Regions from separate parts of the Danio rerio genome. Here region 1 is linked to region 2. The links are chromatin contacts, called in public Micro-C maps. All regions are on one chromosome and are shown on one strand. The core of a region is the stretch at or near the end of the contact, and the rest is flanking DNA. Distances in the headings are between cores, read along the strand shown. Region 1 holds the start of fbp2 (fructose-1,6-bisphosphatase 2). Region 2 holds the start of dapk1 (death-associated protein kinase 1).

Region 1 (4,979 bases), core at 389-2,888, 180 kb after region 2:
TTAGCAACTTCTGGAAAATTTACTTTATTTAGTTTTTATTAGTTATTAGAGTTTACATTTTATTTTAAAGTATTTGTGTTAGATTGACTGTAATAACAGAAAACATAGCATACATAATTGCATGCAACTAACTCAAAGCCAAAATCTACCTTAAAATCTAACCATAAATATGAATTGATCGATAAACTTCACTCAGTCAACAGTAAAATAAAACTGAAGTATTTTCAGCAGTGTATATATGTATATTTATATATTCATTCATTACTTATAATGAATAGGGCTTAGTCCCTTTATTAATCAGGGGTTGCCACAGTGGAATGAACCACCAACTTATCCAGCATATGTTTTACATAGTGGATGCCCTTCCAGCTGCAACCCATCTCTGGGAAACATCCACACACACTCATTCACACTCATACACTACGGACAATTTAGCTTACCCTATTCATCTATACCACATGTTTTTGGACTGTGGGGGAAACCGAAGCACCCAGAGGAAACCCAGAGGAAACATGCAGGGAGAACATGCAAACTCCACACAGAAACACCAACTGACCCAGCCGAGGCCCGAACTAGCGAGCTTTTTGCTGTGAGGTGACAGCAATACCTACTGCGCCACCGTGTCGCCTTTGTATATTTAATCTGTTTTGTACAAAAAAACCTTGGTTTTGGTTATTTTAGTATTAAAATAAATGAAAATGACAAATATTTTCTTTGCAATTTGCTGAAATAAAACAATATGTTTTAATATACTTGACACCAAAAAAAGTAAAAATAAAAGTAATTTTTTTAACAAATTAAATAAAAAATTATTATTGTTGTTGTGATGGTGGTTTATTCAGCGGTGACAACCCCTGACAAATAAGTGAATTAACCAAAGAAAAATGAATGAATAAATGAATGTATTATTGTAAAAAAAATCTGAGATTGTCTGGAATTGCCAATTATAATTATACTTGTTTTAGTAAAATGTAACTTTATTTTATTCTATTTACCACTGATGACATTTCTTTAAAATTTCAAACATAAACTTTGTCATTTAAAGCTTTTTTATTGATCTATTTATTTTTTTGCACAAAATATGCCATTTTTAAGACACTTATCCTTCTACCAACTTCAGAAATCAGTATTTTGTGAAATAGTTTTCAATCACAAAAAATCACATTAAAAAAAAGATATCAATCAGGAAATTGTAATAATTACTATATCAAAATAATAACAGTATAAGCTACATAGGTATAGTGTGTGTACTACACCTGTAATTTCCAAATTACTGTACTTCACACTTTCCACACATTCATTTGATCATTGGCTAAAACTAAACTTTCACTAACATCTATGCTTCATACAGTGAAATCATGTAGACATATTAGCAACACAAAATACAAAAAATAAAAGTTTACTGAAGGAAACTTACAGGTTGACTATTCCAGCTTTGCGGACCGCAGATGAAATGGCTTTAATTGCGGTCAACAAGGAGTTGATGAGCTGTGTGAGTTCACCGGTGGCCCCTTTCGCCTGGCGGCCGGTCTCCATCACAAACCGCGTCAGGGTCCAGACATCCACATCAAACACAGACTGATCCGACATCCTCACAGCCTCCGAGAGTGCAACCAGCTCTAAAGACAGACACTAAACTAACAGCAGAGCCTCCAGCCAGTCCAGTCTTACATACACAGTGAGTGGACGAAGGCCAGAGTTATATTTGTAAAGCAGATCGAGTGACAGTAGTGAAGTCTGAAGGCTAGTAGAGGCAGAGCTCCATTTATAAAGCACGTTCACTGGCCCTCAGATAATTATTTATGCTCACTGTTGACACATGACATATACTCAGAGGCTAGGAGAGCACGGGTCGTGAAGCTTTGTTTATGACAATCACCTACTGGATGTCTGGTAAATGTATCTCATTAATAGACGTGCATTTATTTATATGTAAACGTGTCCACATAACTCAAAATCTAACCTGGAACTGTGACTAAACACATTTGCTGGAAAAGGATACGCAGCATGCATTATATTTGATTCACAGCGCAGAAAAGTGCAATTAACATGCTTTCAGAGAGCTTAATTTAAATGGTAATCCTCAACAAGCAGTGTTTATCACTATAAGTCAAGCAGTGGTATATAGTAGATGACGTTCTTCTGATTCAACAGATTTGGCAGGATGGCAGATGTATTTTCAAACAAGCTGCCTGCTTTAAATGTTGGTGCGACAGTGCCCAAAATAATAAACCCATTAGGATCAGAACCATCCATTTCAATAAGAGCAGAAAAGCTTTGGAGAGAACATTGAACACCAGCAAGTCATTTCTATACTCAATCTGCACATAATTCATTCTGAACTGCAAATAGAATTGTTTTTTACTTTAAATGAGAGTTTATAAATTGTATAGAGACATACATGCACATATTTTGACCAAGGTCGTGTAGAGCAACACCTCAAAATGTGTCTCAAATGTCATCTGGGCCCTGTGCGCCTACTGGCCTTTACAGAAAAGGTCATCGGCTCTTCATTTGGTTGCTTGAACTTGTTGTACAGTGTGTAGTGTATTTATTATGTTGATGTAGGAATGCATTGATATGGCAAAAAGAAAAGTGGCATATTCATTCTTTATATGGATGTGCTTTAAATGGCGTACCGAAATGCATCATGTATTCATGTTATTCAGAGTATTTCATGAAAAGGATTCTAAGATCTCTGATGAGTTTGAAAACCAGAATTCAAAACATCCACATATTTTAAAGCTGCCATAGATTGAAAATCTGCTAGAGCTTTGGCATATCTGAATAAAAAGAGTTCGGTAGATGGAAATGGCATGCCTATAGGCTCAAACACTATTATATTCTTGTTTTCATGTAAATACAGTGAATGTAAAATCCTGGTAGAAAAAAACAGGCCAATTGGAACGAAACATCAGCTCTGATGATCCACATAGGCTGAGCTTTATTGGCCACGATGCTTTCTAGTGAGATTACAATAATAACACTACCATATTCTCCCCATCCTCTCTTTTCTGAAGTTCAGCATGTATACGCTTGTTAAGTGTGACGTCACCCGAAGTGGCTTCCGGGTACAAATGCTCTATCTAAGTGTATGGGGAGACTCAACAAATGGTAATAATAAATATTTGCAAAGCAATGTAATTCTTTCGGAAATCACGATTGCAATATATATATATTCATTCATTCATTCATGCATTCATTTTCTTGTCGGCTTATTCCCTTTATTAATCCGGGGACGCGGAAATGAACCATCAACTTATCCAGTACGTTTTTATGCAGCAGATGCCCTTCCAGCCGCAACCCATCTCTGGTAAACATCCATACACACTCATTCACACTCGTACACTACGGACAATTTAGCTTACCCAATTCACCTGTACCGCATGTCTTTGGACTGTGGGGGAAACCGGAGCACCCAGAGGAAACCCACGTGAACACAGGGAGAACATGCAAACTTTTTTTATGAATTGTTAAAATATTGGTGTCTGTGATGCAGCAAGTCCAGAGACTGATGTGTACACCATGATTTTATATAAAATTGACTTTTATGTGTTAAATGACTGAAAAAGGCAGCATGGTGGCGCAGTGGGTAGCACAATCGCCTCACAGCAAGAAGGTTGCTGGTTCAAGCCCCAGCTGGGTCAGTTGGCATTTCTGTGTGGAGTTTGCATTTTTTCTTAAGTTTGCGTGGGTGCTCTGGTTTCCCCCACAAATTACAGAGATATGTGGTACAGGTGAATTGGGTAATCTAAATTGTCTGTAGTGTATGTGTGTGAACAAGTGTGTATGAATGTTTCCCAGTGATGGGTTGCAGCTGGAAAGGCATCCTCTGCCTAAAACATATGCTGCATAAGTTTGTTCATTCCGCTGTGGCGACCCCTGATTAATAAAGGGACTAAACTGAAAAGAAAATAAATGACTAAAAAATGATCATAAACAAATAATTGTTTCAATTCAAATCAGCGGCTTGGACACGGAAACAGTATTTCATATGTCACCACTTAACAAGTGGATGATACTTATTATGTATGCTTAGTCTTATTTTGAAATGGGTTTTAAGCAAGAGTAAACTGTTCTGTAAAGCAGGCAATCATGCATGACCACAGAGTCATAATGCATCAGAACCCAAAATGTAGAGTGTTCAGATTGTAAATGTATTCAGTGCCACCCCAAAGAGGCATAAGGTCTGTCAAAATGTATCTTTTGTTATTTTAACATTCTCACCGTATTTTTTTAAAGTGAAAGGACGCCAGTAATCTTTAAAAAGTCAAATTTTTATGCAGATGTTGATACTAAATGTTGCCTGTGTTTTCAGATAAATTAAAAACTAAAAATAACTGTAAAATACATCTCAGCTGGCCCCTTGTCAAATAAAATAATAACAGAATAATAATAATTATTTTGCCTTTATTTCATTCAAAAAAAAAAAAAAACTGGACTAGGTTACTCTCCTTATAGCTAAAGTAAATCTTTTTATCAATTCAGTTAAATAGATTAACAATGACTTCTAGCCATTTAACAAGCATCTAAATTAGTTCAGATATTTTTTTTAAAACTAAATTATGATTATTTTGCACATGTATTACAAAGTATATCACAGTGTGGGTGTCAGGCACTGATATGAGCTGCTATAGGATGAGAGTAGAGCTTATTAATATTCACAAACCTTCCAAATATGGTCAAAACCAACCGTAACATATTAAAGCCAATTGGGCTGGAGTTGTACCTGTAAAACCATTTCTGAAGAAGTTTTGCACTCACCTAAGCCACATACCTACAAAGAACAATTTAACATGCTGTACCAATGCATTCTATAGCACATTTAATATAGTGTCCCGATGTCACAACATTGTTTTTTTTTTTTTTAATTACACTACAAGTTATGTTGTTCACTGAACAAGCTAATAAACCGCTTACCTCAGCTACACTGTAATCAATTATTTAGAATTCATTGTTTCTCTCTTGTATTTGATTTA
Region 2 (5,234 bases), core at 1,513-4,012:
TTACAACATTTAATTGAAGCATTTAATCTTTTTTTTTGGAGCTCAGCAATAAAACACAAAAAAAAGTTTACGCCAAATTAGAAATGACGATCTCTATGTTAAATGCATTTGACAAAACCCCCTTCATCTGTCTCACTCCTTTTAGATGTGGTGGTAGGCCAAATCACTGGTCCTACTTTAGGCACCTCTGCAGTAAAGCCTCTGTTGCATGGAAAACACCTATCCATGCATGTCCAACACCTGCAATGTATTTCTTTACCAGTAGATGGGGTAAGTGTATCATAATCAATTTGTAAGGAAAGTCTCATTTATTGTACAAAATCTTACAATATATAATTTAGATATAATACAAAAAAAATTGCATGTTAAGTTTTTATACATTTGGATAATTTCCAAACAAAGCTTCTCATGAGACACTATAGTCTTTATTAGTGCTAAAAATAGTATTCTATTTCAAAATACTGGCTATATAAAATACAGTCTATACCAAGGGTGCCCAAACATTTTTGTATGAGGGGCCAAAAACAAAATATCACAGCTGTGGGCAAAAGAAAAAAACATTTTTTACATTAAAGTTGCCGTGAGTAATTTCTTAATTTATTTCATAAAATGTAAAAATAAATAGAAAACAAGACTTTTTATCCTATTAACTAATGCAGCATAACTTTTTGATAACCCATTGCAATTAAAACATAAACAACCTTTTTTATAACACAGTGAAGTTCAATGCTGAATACACTTGTCAAGCAGAACCTGCCTTTGCCTTGATTTGATGACCAAAGTCCTCTATCCATTGGGTGACAGTATGTACATTTTCAACTAAATTTGATTAAATGACCCCATTTGAATTGAAACATTTAATTTCAGTTAGCTTTTTATAGCTTATTAATGCAACAAATCAGCAAACCAACCCTTATCATTCTCCCTCTCTTCTCAGATGGGATGCCAGGCCAAATCAAAGGTTACCATTGGCCAGCTTTAGCCCGAGGCCCCTAGTTTGGGCATCTCTAGTCTATACATTACTCTATAAACATATTTTTACAACTGGCCATTCTCTACCTAAGAGTGTGGGGTCATGTTAAAGGAAAAGTTCACCCTTGAATGAAAATGTATTGTATGTATTTTGTTAAATGTATAAACTATTTACTCACCATTAAGTGATTTCACACCTTTATGAGTTTCTTTTTCTTTTGTACACAAAAGAAGTTGTTAAGAAAAATGTTAGAAACATGCAACTACTGACATCCATAGTTGGAAAAACAAATTCCATGTAGCTTGTTATAAGGACAGTGGACAGAATTTTCAGTTTTTGGGTAAACCATCTCTTTAAAATTTACACTGTTGATTAAAAAATGACAGTCGGACAGGATTTGATTGATTGATTGATTGATTGATTGATTGATTGATTGATTGATTGATTGATTGATTGATTGATTGGATTGAATTTGTCTTGTGAGATTCGAGTACAGAAAGAACAAACAGTGAAGACATAGTTAATAAATAATAATAATAATAAATTTTAATTGTAATAAAAAATTAGAAAAGAAAGATATAGTCTATACATTTAAAAATCACAGACAGACATAAACAGACCTATAATCAGGAATGTTATTATTATTGTAACTTTACTTCAAAACTGTCCACATTTTTTTTCGCCATGATAAAACCTATGAGAAAATAAAATCACAAGATTGTCAAGATAGATGGATGGATGGATGGATGGATGGATGGATGGATGGATGGATGGATGGATGGATGGATGGATGGATGGATGGATGGATGGATGGATAGATAGATAGATAGATAGATAGATAGATAGATAGATAGATAGATAGATAGATAGATAGATAGATAGATAGATAGATAGATAGATAGATAGATTTGAATTGAATTGAATTGAATTGAATTGAATTGAATTTTATGGACTGTTCTGATGATATTATGCATGCGCTCCACAGCGCCCCTTCAGGTGGACGCTTGGCGCTCTTATTACCTTCAGCCCCGCACCATCTACATTGTTACAATCCTCCCATTTCCTGCAACACAACACTTCCATGTCTCGCGTGAAGGGTATGCTATTTTATCGCTTCACACCTGCCGGTACCTGCTGCCTGGGGACTGACAACGATGGATAAATAAAGGTATGCTACTTTTATTCGCTTTTGTCGAAGTACAAAGCGAGTAACCGGTAAGAGCACGCTTTGCTCTGTTTAGACCGTGTGATCAATGAAGGAATACGCTGGGTTTCTCTAACGACATGAACCCACAAGAGAAGGCGTAGTTTTAATGAAGCATTGGTACTTTACGCGAGGTGTCAACCGCCTCCGTGCGATTCGGCGATCTTTTCTGTATTATGGCCAGGGTGAGTGGACACAAGGGTTTTGGTCACGATCAGTTTTTTCACACACATCAAGCAGCGCTGTTCACTTGGCAACGCCGTAGACGCCTTTTAACAAAACCACTGTTACCTTCTCCCAAGCGGGGTTGACTAGTTTCCACCCACCGGTTAAAGCTGTACACAAACAGTGTTTCACATGCGGCGAGTGTGGTAAGGGGCGGAGAAAAGGTTTTTACACGAGTCGAGAAGACACTGAGCGTTTTTACGCACGACACGCGCGTTTTCCTCACGCGCATCTCTCTCTCTCTCTTTCTCTCTACGCAGAGCGAATATGAGAGGGGTTCGCCGCAAACTGTCATTAGGTTGACAGAGATGGGCTGCTGATTTTGGGAATCCCGGAGAGCTGGAAGCGCCCAGGAGCACCATGACCGTGTTCAACCAGGAGAATGTGGAGGATTATTATGAGATTGGAGGAGAACTCGGGAGGTACGTGATGGGTTTCATACCAGGTTTTTGGGCGTAAGGTGACATTTTATTTAATGCAGTTGAGTGTTTTGGATGAATTATTTAGGCTACATGTACATATCTGCAAGAGCCATGGTATTCTCATTTAACTTCATGCACTCATACAAATAAAGGTTCCAAATTTGGGGGATTCATTGTGAGACTGTATGAGAGACGTATTTTATATAAGAACCTCTCCGTGAACTGTTATTAATGTCTAACAGTGTGGGACATTTTAATAACATGAAGAACCTATTGTGGAATATAATGTTTCACTGATGTTCATGAAACCATATGTTGTAAGTGAATCATTGAATACTCCATCTAATGTGGTTCAGTCAGTATAGACGGGACAGCTTTAAGATGCAGGGTGATGCTTGCATCCCTCAGGGGAAAGCTGTACGGTTACAAATGTTTCATGATATTCTGAGGTTTTTGCCAGGGTGTTCTCAACTCATTTTAGGGGTCTCAAGCCTCATGTAGTCATGAATTACTGGTTGTCACTCTAGACAGATGTTCATACATTCCAAGTTGTAACGATCCTTAGTGGCATTTATTGATTAATAGGGTTCAGATGGCTGTGAAGGTCCAGTGTGTAGATTTCTCTTCTGGGAACCTCACTTGACAGACTGATCAAGATAAATTGAGTTAGTCTGCTATGCTGCGACTCAACGACAATTGCATTTTACTTCACAATTTGGCTGTTAAAGACATCCAGTCAGGGACTAATTTTATTTTATAGAGTATCGTGACTCCGTTTGCATTAATTGGGGGCCATCATTTTTATTCCATGCATTCCCATTCATTTGAAGACTAAAGACCGGAAATGCAAGCTTATGTGAAGTTTTGAATCTTACCATTTCCAAATTGTATATTGATTTCATGGGAAGACACAAGACCAAATGAAGGTCAATAGTTCAGATGATCAAGCAATTGATTTTAAAGCTGCAAGTTGATTAGATGTTTTTACAATAAATCCACAGGTTTTTACGTGTTTGTTTGTTTTTAAAAGACTATTGGCCATTGCTATACACATTTTATTTACTGCATAAAAAAGTGCTATTATGTAGAATTCAAAAATACTTGTTATTTGTGGCACCTGTGGCCTTTAAGTTAACTGCATCTTATTGCTGGTGCTTACCAAGGTATAGTTATAAAAAAAACTAACAAAAAATAAACACTAGGATTGAAAAAACATTTTTGTTGACTGAAATAAAAATAAAAACAAGTTTTAAAAAAAAAAAAAACTAGAACTAACTGAAACTGTATTGCTTACATACAAAACAAACTAAACTTATAGCAAAAATGTCTTTTGTTTTTGTCTTTGTAAATGTATTTAATACATACTGTAAGTCTTTTAGAAGTAAATCTATTTACTTTGCGCTGCCAGATGTTTAACCCGTATGGCACCTCAGAGTCTGTAATACTCATGCCATTGGCTAGATCAAGCTGGTCATCCTCGTTGTTGCTCTCACTAAAAAAAAAACAGTTACTGCATTAAATACGACCCGAGCAGACACTTCAAAGTATTAATTTAACACATTTGTGCTCAATAATAGGTTTTGTTTCTGTATTAGTAAATGCGACCATGAACAAATCGTTCTGTTAAACAGGATCTTCTAAGTGAACCGGTTGAGCTATTTCACTACATCAAGCTGAATTATTTGAAACAATTTGCGTCTCCAATAACGTTAAGCACTTATCCACAAACAACTTATTTTTAACTTGCCTGACATCTTGTCTGACTGGAAATAAACCTATATATACTGAGTTATTCAGTTATTAGAACAGTACGCCGACATCGGATTTGAGAACTGGTGAACTGATAATACTGCGCATGTGTGATTCAGTGAACCAAACACATTGTGCATGACAGCCTGCTGTGACTGAACTAAACTTGATCAACTGCAGCGCAAGTAAACCAAGGGCTTAAATGAGAGGATCTGGCAAAACTTTTAACAATATTATAATTTCATAACATAAAGTCATAATGGAATTTAAATAAGTGAAACATGCTTCAGTTGGGTTGCAAAGCATAATTGTAAGAAACTTTTCAGATTATGGTGATGTTTTAACTGGTGGAAATTATGATTGCTGACCACATTTTTTTTGATATGTTAAATCCAAACCAGTAGATCAGGGGTGTCCAAACTCAGTCTTGGAGGACCAGTGACCTGGAGAGTTTAGCTCCAACCCTAATCAAACACACCTGAAGCAGCTAATCAAGCTCTTACTTAATATACTAGAAACTTCCTGGCAGGTGTGTTGAAGCAAGTTGGAGTTAAACTCGGCAGGACAGCGACCATCTAGGACCGAGTTTGGAACCCCTGCAGTAGATTGTCACAAAAGATCTGGTTCACTTTAAAGATCTGAACTTCCCATCACTACTGTG

Evidence for each region. Hi-C and Micro-C count contacts between places; a contact is called where the count stands out from the background.
Region 1: a contact with region 2 is called in a Micro-C map of caudal fin, with 11 times the contacts expected there. The contact joins the promoter of fbp2 here to the promoter of dapk1 in region 2. A contact is called at or near these places in 5 of 18 Hi-C or Micro-C datasets (caudal fin, embryo, hematopoietic stem cells and 1 more) and 2 of 4 datasets of contacts at active chromatin or transcription factors (caudal fin and embryo).

Annotation. Positions count from the first base shown.
Region 1 is chr5:45,709,102-45,714,080 of GRCz12tu, forward strand. It overlaps fbp2 (fructose-1,6-bisphosphatase 2), which reads right to left and starts at 1,639. Exons shown (of 7, transcript NM_001004008.1): 1 at 1,418-1,639. The coding sequence starts at 1,590.
Region 2 is chr5:45,532,369-45,537,602 of GRCz12tu, forward strand. dapk1 (death-associated protein kinase 1) reads left to right here and starts at 2,763. Exons shown (of 25, transcript NM_001099990.2): 1 at 2,763-2,824. The coding sequence starts at 2,763.